2 separate regions of the Manis javanica genome follow, and region 1 is linked to region 2. A link is a contact called in public Hi-C data. All regions are on one chromosome and are shown on one strand. Each heading gives the region's core, a stretch centred on a gene start, on an enhancer-like site or on the middle of the called end of the contact. The rest is flanking DNA. Distances are from core to core; before and after follow the strand shown.

The links. Hi-C and Micro-C count contacts between places; a contact is called where the count stands out from the background.
Region 1: a contact with region 2 is called in a Hi-C map of blood, with 8 times the contacts expected there. The contact joins the promoter of IRX5 here to the promoter of IRX3 in region 2. A contact is called at or near these places in 2 of 2 Hi-C or Micro-C datasets (blood and fibroblasts).

What each region holds. Positions count from the first base shown.
Region 1 is chr17:36,370,284-36,375,805 of MJ_LKY, forward strand. It overlaps IRX5 (iroquois homeobox 5), which reads left to right and starts at 3,193. Exons shown (of 4, transcript XM_037001465.2): 1 at 3,193-3,805; 2 at 4,858-5,263; 3 at 5,432-5,522. The coding sequence starts at 3,557. LOC108404974 (a long non-coding RNA gene) reads right to left here and starts at 2,938. Exons shown (of 8, transcript XR_012127032.1): 1 at 1,167-2,938.
Region 2 is chr17:35,835,766-35,840,561 of MJ_LKY, forward strand. It overlaps IRX3 (iroquois homeobox 3), which reads right to left and starts at 2,685. Exons shown (of 4, transcript XM_037001475.2): 1 at 1,697-2,685; 2 at 440-1,538; 3 at 191-257. The coding sequence starts at 1,966.

The DNA of each region.
Region 1 (5,522 bases), core at 1,943-4,442, 540 kb after region 2:
TATTACACTTAATAAACAGGAATAACCTTTTTCGCATTAGATTTAAGCAATGACAAGTGTACAGCCAAAACTCGAAAAGCAAGCTCTGCGGCCGTATCTTATCAAGACAATTGTAGATCTCATTTTAACGCTTTAAATTTTAAGAGTTATGAATAACTAGATACGTGCAGACACGGCATACCAATAAACCCTTAGGAATTCTTAGAATTAGAATTGCTAAAAAAAAAATCTATGTTAAAACAATCTGGGCATACCTATCTCTAGTGTAGTTAAAGTGTTAAGAGAGATACAAATCCAACAGTAAGTCAAAATAAATAAGTAAATGAAAAGAATTGTCTTGGTAACCTGGAATAAGAGGAAAATAGCTCCTACCTCTTCTGGGGGAGAAGGCAACACCGAAAAGACACCAGTGAAACTACTACTAACAAGTAAACAGTTTCCCAAACAGGAAAGCAGATCAATAAAGGGGAAAAAAGAGGGCAGAGGGAAACGTATCGTCACCACTACCAAGATAAAAAGTTAAACCTCGTGTTTACCAGCAAAAAAATGCGAAAACTTTCACACTAAAACGGAGAAACCCCACCAGATGCTATCTGTATCCCGTCTGCCTCCTAATAACATTAACGCAAGTCTGTCTCGGACGCAGGGCGGCTGTGGCCAGCCGAGCAGCAGAGCCATCAATGTTCAAATAAAGCAGAAAATAGAGACATTCTTAAGAAATGAGTCTTAACTTTGACGTAGAGCGGAGGTGAGAACCACAGCAACAGAACCATACATTCTGAGTGCTTCAGTATCTTTCAGGATTCTCTCCAGTCCTTGACACCAAAAAAAGGAAAGTAAAAGAAAAGAGGGGCGGGAGAAGGGGGTGTATAGCCTAGCGACCCAGAGTGGCAGGATGATGTAATGAGGATGTCCGTGCGACAGACTGATTCTCGGTGGCACAAACCTCCACGGCTCCATTTCAGAAATCAGCATCCTGGACGAGAGCCGAGAGGGCGAAGCTGCCGCGCGCGGATGGAGAGGTCCCGCCCACGCGCACCCGCCGGGAACTGTGACACTAACACTTAGGCGGCGGGTCAGCGCGAGGGACACGGGGGAACCCGCACGCGGCTCGAGCGGAAGGAAGTCCGGCCGCGACGCGGCGGGTACAGGGACTCGGGGCTCACCTCTCCCCCGCGGCGCCGGCGCGCAGGCCGCGGACGCTCCCTCGTGGCTGGCGCAAGCCCCCGGCGGGCGGCGCGCGCGGGCTGCTACCGACCGTTAGCGCGGAGAGCTGCGGCAGCAGCGGGCGGAGCCGGGGGCGGGCGCTGAGGAGCCGAGGCCGCTAGAGGCGGGCGCGAAGCGAGCAGGGCGTGGACGCTCCGGGGCTTCCTCAGCGACCTCCCGTGCCTAGACAGAGCCCAGGAGTACACCGCCCCTTGGCTGTCTTAGAGGCTGCCACTGGCTGGCTCCCCGCTCCCTCTTGCTCCGGCGGTCTGGGCAGTTCAGCCTTGCCTCAGTGGCAACCGACTCGCGGCTGCCGCTCCGGCCGGCTTCTCGTCTCCATGACAATAGCGCGCCGTCGCTCCGCCCAGCTCCGCCCCTCGGCGCAGTGAAACGGGGGGAAGTGAGATTACGTCACCGAAGGGCGGAGCCAATGGAAGCCAGCATCCAATTAGAGGTGAAAGCAGGAAGGCATCGGGCTGGGCTGAGCGGCGGTCGGAGAAGGTCGGCTCGAAGGGCGGAGCCTCAGGAGCTGACGGAGAGGAGGAGTTAGCGCGCGTGCGTGAAGTCCGGCAGCGGAGAGTGTGCGAGTGTGCTGAATGGGTTTGTGTGCCGCGGCTGGAGTTCAGGAAATAAAATATATCTCTTCTGGAAAAGTCACTGAAGGAAACTATATGGACCAGTAGTGCTTCCGCTTGCGTGTGACTCCATTATAAAAAGCCAGAAAGTTTCTGATATACTGAGCTCCAGCAGAGTGCCCAACATTGTGCCAGCCTCTGTGCTGGTTCACCAGCGCCCCTGTCTGTCCCAGCGTTCTAGTGCGTCTGTGGCTTGTGGCGGCACGTGGTGAGGAGACAGGCAGAGGATCTGTTTTGTATTCCGTGTGGCCGTCGTGGCCTGGTCTTTGCCTGTGACTCAGTTGTGTGTGTTTGCCTTGCCAGCGCCTCGCTGAACAAACAGTGATTGGATTGGGCACAGCTCTAACGAATGTTTGCAATGGAGGGTGGGCGGGTGCGAGCGTGCCTGCGAAGGGCAAAAGAACCCGCACCGTCCACCACCATAACTGGCCTGGCGATGCGAGCTGGGGCTGCAAAGCCTCTAGAAGGAGGCAGCGAGGCACTGTGGGGGCGGGAGAGTGTGTGCTGAGGTCCTGAAACCGACTCCTATGTAGCTGCTTCTCCATCTGACAGCTCTTGTCCACTACCTCTCGTGTACAGAAGGGCTACCCACATAGTCCCGGGTCCCGCGTGTCTCCTTCGCCGTCTGGCCGGAATCGGCGGAAGGAAGGCCGGGCGGGAGAAGTACAGCTGTCCTAGGCCTGCCTCTATCCCACCTGCTGCTGCTGGCGGAAAGGGACAGTCATCTCGGACTCCCTGCGCCCCGAACGAGGGCGGGCATCCATCCAGCTTTCCCATGGACCTTCACTCCGGGTCTCCAACTAGTTATTGGGCCCGCTGACTTGGGGAGAAGCTAGGGACGGGTGGGCGGCGAACGACCTAGGAGCCCGGCCTCCTGGAAAACAAGAAATCCGCTAACTTCGCGATTTACTGTGGCGAGGGCAGAGCAGAGAGTTCGCCGGCGCTCAATACAAGGCCTCGTTCCCTTTGTGCTCCCGCGCTGCCGGATCCGCCACCTGGACCCGTCTTGCGGTCGGAACCTCGGTTGCACCTCGACTTAGCAGGGAAGGAAAGTTGGAAGAGATCGTAGCGTCGGGGATGTGATTGTCATCCTGGGGCCGGCGCTCGAGAGTCGGAAAGAGAGAGAGGAGCCGGGGGGGAGAGGAGAGGAGGGAGAAGAGAAGGAGGGGAGAGAGAGGAGGGCCGCGGAGGAGAGGCGGGCACGAGGGAGGGGCGAGGGGAGCGCCTGCGAGCGGGAGAGGGAGCCGGGGAGGAAGAGGGAGGGGGTGAGGCGCGCCTGGCGGCTGGGTTGGCTGCGGCCGCCCAGAGGCTCCTGCCAGTCCTCCCACCGACTACACCCCGGGAAGGAGGAGCTTCAGGCGCGCACAAGGCGTCAGAATCCTCAATTTCCAACTTAGCATCTTGGCAGGACCTTTGCGAAGCCAAAAGCAGAGCCCCCCAGTGCAAAGAGCGAGGGGGAAAAAGAAAAAGCAGCAAGGGAGGGGGGGAAACCCAGCCGGGGAGAGCGAGACGCGCAGAGGAGTGGGCTTGGCAGTCTCAGCCGGAGGCGCGGGAAGCCAGCGAGGAGGCGCAGCGGGCCCGAGTCCGGCAGCCGGGACCCGAGGAGCGGCGGCCCAGGGCAGCCGGAGGCCAGGTGCCCGCCCGATCGCCCTCGCAGGGCGCCGCCCGGCTCGTTGGCGGCCGCGGCGCGGCGCGCCCCATGCCCGTGTGTGGCCATGTCCTACCCGCAGGGCTACTTGTACCAGCCGTCCGCCTCGCTGGCGCTCTACTCGTGCCCGGCGTACAGCACCAGCGTCATCTCGGGGCCCCGTACGGATGAGCTCGGCCGCTCGTCGTCGGGCTCAGCGTTCTCGCCCTACGCCGGCTCCACCGCCTTCACGGCGCCCTCGCCGGGCTACAACTCGCACCTCCAGTACGGCGCAGACCCCGCGGCGGCGGCAGCCGCCGCCTTCTCTTCATATGTGGTGAGTGAACCGGAACCGCGGAGGGAGAAGGCATCAGCGACCGCGCGGGGCTGGAGGGGACTGCGGGGCCCACGGGCCTCGGCGCCTCCGCGGACTGCCCCCGCCAAGCTTGGCGGCCTCTGCAAACTTGGGCGATTGTCTTACTCGGCTTCGCCTGGCTTCGGGCTCAGGAGTTGCTGGTAGAGGAGAGCCTCGTCTTGCTCAGATCACTGAGCTGGCGGAAAAGGCGTTTTTCAGGGAGAGGTCGCAGCATTTGGTTCAAACGTGAGCTACAGGCCGCCCTGAAAATTTTATTTCATTTTATTTTCTTGGTTTTGCCATATTGGAAAAGTAGCTCAAAAGAAATAGACCAAAAATCTGAGTAGAAGAGTGCTAAGTATGTAAATGTGTTTGGCCTCACCTTTAATTAGTCCTCCAAAATGTTACAAATCCGTAATCCTATCTTCGCAATCCGATTTGGAGGTATTACATTTCTGAAAAGTCGGCGGAGCTGCGGTGTATCCGGGATTTTTCGGCCGGGTGCACTTTCAGGAAAAGCGCTGTAGCTTTGGTTTGGGGTGACATTTTTGGAGGGGTGAACGTGCCGGGGCAAAGCTTAGCTTTGGGTTTGCCTTTCTTTGGGGGTTGTGGAGAATGCCTTGATTTCCCTTGTTCTCCCCCCTTGTGCCTAACATGCAGCCACCAGGGCGCCAAGCGCAGAGTCGCCGCCGTTGCCTAGGCCTCTCTCCGGGTGGAGGGCCTGTCCCCGGTGGCAGAATCTGTTCATGGGGTGCGGACATACCGGGTAGATGGGGGCCTATAGGGTGCTGCCGAGAGGCCAAAACAGTTTCAGGCGCCCCAGAAGAAACCGACTCAGGAGTTAGCGCCCCTGCTGCCTTTTGAGGAGAAGGGGTTGCCCTTAGGTTTGAGCCTACCAGCCTTACCCCCAGGGGAAGCAAGAGTTCTGACCTCGCAGCCCACAACCGCCGGGCCAGGGAACCTGTGCCTCGGTCGCCCAGGTGGCACCGAGGACCATTGCCCACTCTCACCTTCTCTCTGCCTACTCCCTGCAGGGCTCTCCCTACGACCATACACCGGGCATGGCAGGCTCCTTGGGGTACCACCCTTACGCGGCGCCCCTGGGCTCATACCCATATGGGGACCCCGCGTACCGGAAGAACGCCACGCGGGACGCCACCGCTACGCTGAAGGCCTGGCTCAACGAGCACCGCAAGAACCCCTACCCCACCAAGGGCGAGAAGATCATGCTGGCCATCATCACCAAGATGACCCTCACCCAGGTGTCCACCTGGTTCGCCAACGCGCGCCGGCGCCTCAAGAAGGAGAACAAGATGACGTGGACGCCGCGGAACCGCAGCGAGGACGAGGAGGAAGAGGAGAACATTGATCTGGAGAAGAACGACGAGGATGAGCCCCAGAAGCCGGAGGACAAGGGCGACGCCGAGGGCCCCGAAGGAGGTTGGTGGACGCGGGAAAGGGTGTGCTGAGCAGGAGTAAGAATGAAAAGGGGGACCAGGAGAGGGGCGCACAGGGCCTGGAGGTTGGGGCTAGGGGTTCTTTGCAGGCAGGGACCTGTGCCGACCCGCGCGGCCTTCGCGCCTCTGACCGCTTGGGTTTCACCCGCAGGAGTGGAGCAGAAGGCGGCCTCGGGCTGCGAACGGCTGCAGGGGCCGCCCACCCCAATCGGCAAGGAGACCGAGGGCAGCCTCAGCGACTC
Region 2 (4,796 bases), core at 1,435-3,934:
GTACTCTGGGCCACGCCCGGGTGCCTGGACCGGGACTGTCGTGCTGTCTCTGGGCCCTCGGGGACGACAGAATGGGTCTGTCCCCTTTTAAAAGCGTGTCCCAGCCGCGATCCCTCAAGGGCAAAAGCCCGCGTTCTTTCCTTTCCCCGCTTGCCCGCTCCCCCTGTCCCCCCACCTCGGGGTCTCTTACCGCCTGGGCACGGGCTGGAAAGCTGTCTTGAGTAACTTTTTCTCCACTTCCAAGGCACTACAGCGATCTAAAGGAAGCGGGGAAGAAAAAGGAGGGCCCTTAGCGAGCTCCATTCGGGCACTCAGGGCCGCGGGGAGCAGGAGCGGGGTGGGAAGCGCTCCGCGCCGCAGGGGTCCTGCCCATCTCCGTTCGCTCCGGCGAGAACCCCAGAGCCCGCCCCCACCTCCGCATCCTGCGTTCGCCAGTCACCTGTTCCGCCCTCCGGCTCCGCCGGCCGAGCGAAGGCGGCCGCATGACCCGCGGCTCCGGGAAGTCCCAGCAGGTGTGGAGGGGCCGAGCCGAGCAGAGAGAGCGGGTGCGGACGTGGGCCTGGTGGCGGGCCTGGGAACGGCCGGTTGCTCCAGGCCGGGAACTTGCTCAACGGCGCAGAGACGAGTCTGTGAGCCGCAGCGGCAGCGGCCGCCGGGGAGAGCTGCAGCGCTGGGGGCGCGACGGCTGCCCCGGGGGGAGAACCCCCCGCGCCCGGAGGCGAGCGGCGCGGGTTGTCGGGACTTGTGGCCGTCTCGGCCAGCGACCAGATCTTGGGCTTCTGCAGGGCGGAGGCAGGAGCTGGTACGGGAGCGCAGGGATCCAGGCCCGCGGGGGGTGAGGGCGGAGATGGCGGAGCCAAAGCCACCGGCGGTGGCGCCGGGGCCAGACTCAGGACTCGCAGTGGACGCTCCTCCAAGCCTTCGGAGCTGTCGTCCGAGTCGCTGTTTTTGGAGTCCGAAATGGGTCCCAGGCCGAGGTCACCGTCCCTGTGTGCCGCGCCAGCCAGGGTCAACTCAGGCCCCGCGGTCGCGCCGTCTAAGTTCTCCAAATCGATCTCCTCGTCCTCGTCTTCTAGGCCCTCGCCCCCCGTGTCTTCCTCCTCCCCCCCGAGCTCCTCCTCCTCTAGCTCCAGTTCGCGTTTGCTGTCTTCGTCCTCCTCCTCGTCCTCCTCCTCCCGCTCACTCCCGTAAGCGTTGCCCTCCTCATCCGTGCGGCTGCGGGGCGCCCACGTCATCTTGTTCTCCTTCTTGAGGCGCCGGCGCGCGTTGGCGAACCAGGTGGACACCTGGGTGAGGGTCATCTTGGTGATGATGGCCAGCATGATCTTCTCGCCCTTGGTGGGGTAGGGGTTCTTGCGATGCTCGTTGAGCCAGGCCTTGAGCGTGCTAGTGCTCTCCCGGGTGGCGTTCTTGGGACGGGACGGGTCCCCGAACTGGTACTGGCCATAAGGGTAGAAGGCGGGGTGCGGGTGCGGAAACGCGGCGGCCGCGGCCGGATGCTGCACCCCGGGGCTGTCCTTCAGCTCATACTGCGCGCCCTGTACGCACATGGAGAAGGAAGGGTCACGCGCGGAGGGAGCGTGGATGAGCCCTAGCCGTCGCTGCCTCCACGCTCCCCGCCAGGACCCCGCTAGTCCACTTCCGCGCGCTCACCCCAATCTCCAACCCCCCAATACCGAGTTCCCCGGGTGCTTACCAGCTGCGGGAAGATGGGCAGATCCGCGGCGTAAGGAAGGAAAGCGCCGTAGCCTTGTGCAGCGGCCGCGGCTGCTGCCGCTGCGGCGTAGGGCGCCCCGTATACCGACGAGAGCACGTTAGACAGGGACCCCGAGGCGGCCAGCTCCGAGGCTCCGGCTCCCGGGCCGCCCCGGGCCCCAGCGCTGCCGCCGCCGCCTCCGGCAGTTCCCGGGCGATCGGGTGGGTAGAGCGGGCGGATGTACTGGTATCCGAGCTGCGGGAAGGACATGGTGGCCCGCGGGGCTAGGACGGAGAGGGGGCCCGGCCCCCGGGGCCGCCCTGCTCAGCGCCGCCCGCGGGCTCCGGCGCGCATCGGGGGCTGGGCCGGGCTAGGGCCGCGCTGCCTCCCGCGCTGCGCAGCACTCCGCGTTCGCCTATTGATCTGCTCCGCGGCGGCGGCGGCGGCGGCGGCGGCGGCGAGGAGCCAGGTCAGGTCCGAACAGATTGGCGGAGATTCCCGGTGCTCCGGGCTCTGATTGACATTTCTACGGGCCCGCAAGCCCCTCCTCTCTGCGCCGCGCTCCCTCCTCTTCGCAGCCGGAGCAGCTTCTGCCCGCACCTCCTTCCTCTCTGCCCTCCTCTCCCCGAGCAGTGTCGCGCCTCGCTTCCTTCGTCCTCCTCTAGTTTTCACTCCCCCTCCTCGCCCTTCCTCTCCCCTCCCTCTCTGAGCTCCTCTTCCCCCCTGGATCGCTTCCGCTCTTTCGGGCTCTTTCACTCTCTCGGACACTAGGAAACTCTTGTCTCGCCTTCTCTTTCCCTTTCTCACTATTCCTTTTCCTCCCCTTTTTGTTGCCTTCACTCTTTCTTCTCTCCGTTTTTACGTCTTTCTCTCTTAACACAACTCTCCCCTCACCCCGGCCTCGGCGCTCAGGGCTAAGGCGGCCTAAAGTTGTGCACACTTAGGGTGCTGTGCGGGGGGTGTGCGTCCGTAACTGTGTCTGTGCGTCCGTCCCGCCCTCACCCATTCCCTCGCCCTTCCCCAAATCTCGGGTCTGACGTTGCGCCCTCTTATTCGACTTTTCCTTGCGTGTCCTTCCTGAGTCTCCAATCGCCGGGGCGCCTTACAGGCGAGGCCGCCCACCCCCGAGGATACTGCGCGTCGGGCGGGGGCGGGAGGCCGGGCTCTGAGTCCCTTCCCGCCCCCTCCGGCCTGTGCCAGGAGGGGGAGCGAGAGGCGCGGGGATTGGGGTTAGTACTGGGTCAGCTCGCCCCTCCTCCCCTTCCCTCCGCCCCGGCGCGGGGCCTGGGTCGGGACCAGACCTTGGTCCAGCACAGGCTCTGAGGCTTCCCTCCGCCCGGGCCCCCTTTTAAGTCGCACCTCGACTCCGGGCCACTCTCAGCGGCGTGGGGAGGGAGCTAGGAGGGTGCGCAGGGGATGAGCGAGGGTGCGTTCTAGTCCAGTCTTCGAAGTCTATCTCATTGCGCGGGGACTCGAAGCAGCCCCTCACCCAAGAGTTGCAAACCCTGAAATTAGCCGCAATAACGCCGCCTCAGGGTCCGAGTGCGAATCCCTCATTAGAAATGGCGGGCTCGGCGGGAGGCCGAAGGGTGGGCGCCTCGGTGAGGTGGTGGTGGTGGGGCTCCTGGGGAGGGGCAACATGAAAGTGGAGCCCGCTGGCGCCCCAAACTGGCGTGCGATGGGGGAGAAGCAGGGACCCGGGTGGCGGAGGTTCCGGGAATTTGCGGAGAGCGCTTGGAGAAGTTTGCATGTTGGAGTTTTCGGTCTATAGAGGCTCTTCGTTTCGCTACCCCTTCCTCTGCTCCCCTGTTTCCGCGCTAACCTGTTTTCTTTCTGCAAGGATCTTCCCCCGCTCTCTGGTAGGAGTGGGAGGCAAGACTTTCAGTTTTATAGTGGGATATTTCCTAAACCAAACCTGAAATCCCAGTAGCCGGGCGCCCACCTTCACGGATTAGGGCATGCAGCCGCAAGCGGGATTGAAATTCCCGGAATTGCGGCGGCTCCTGGCTAAAAGCTTTAGGCCGCGGCTGCCACCGATTAACAGGTCAGGCCTGCAGCGGGGGCGCTCCAGGGACAACGGGGGGGGGGGGGCGGTGACTCTGCTGTGGAGTTGCCAGCCCCGGTCCGGGCGGAAACCGGTCTCTGCGCGCTGACTGATAGAGGAATTGAATCCGAATTCCACAAGAGAATCTCCGCCCCAGCTGTCTCTAGTCTCAGAGGCTCTAAGGAGCCCAGTCTGGGAATGAACTCTCCGGAGCATCCAGTTCTGACCCCATCCTCACTCTCCCGCCTCCTTCCACCAGTTTTGGCCCAGGTCCGCGGCTCCAGCAGGTGTGAACGCCGCGGGGAAATTTGGGGAGAAGACAAGGGAAAGCCTGGGGGCGACCAGGTTTGGGATTCGACTGGGAAACTGATGTGTGTTTCACACGGGGTCAAACTGCTTCCCTTATTCCCTCCCCACCTGCTCCTTTTTGGAGCCGGCATTGGCCTTAGTTGGAATCTCCCTGGGGGAAGAGGTATCTGGGAAAGCTCCGGCTTTGAAATATTTCCCCGGAGCCTGATTTCGTTTTCAGTTAAACCTTTCCGTGAAGTGGCATAGGTAATCATGAGCTCGCGAAAAATCTCGGGGTTCCAAAATTGAGGGTAACATTATTTGCTGGAGTGTTTCCTAGGTGTCAGACTTCGAGCCTCGACGGCCCTGAAATCCTAGAGTTTGCACAAAGTGGTTGCACCAGACCAGGGAGAAGCCAAAACCCAGATTCCAAGGTGGGGAAACTGGGGCTGCGCTCTAAGTGCCCGGATGAAACGCCAGCTACTTAACGCAGCTCTTCCAGAAAGAAAAGAGAAAACAATGAGCTCCAAAGATGCTTCTTACGCATTAACCAGCTATCGACCTGGCTGCGTCGGACTGCAGGAAGCTAGAAAGAGGCCAGGGAATTGGCGAGACTGTTCTCGGTGAACCAGTCACGCCAGCCCAGGGGCGCCCAGGGCCTAAGAGGGTGAACCTCCAGACCTAGACGCAGACCCAAGACCGCAATTAATTAGATGCTTCCAGGCGCTCCAGGTTCCAGCAGAAGCTGCCTCCCTGTTACCCTAAATT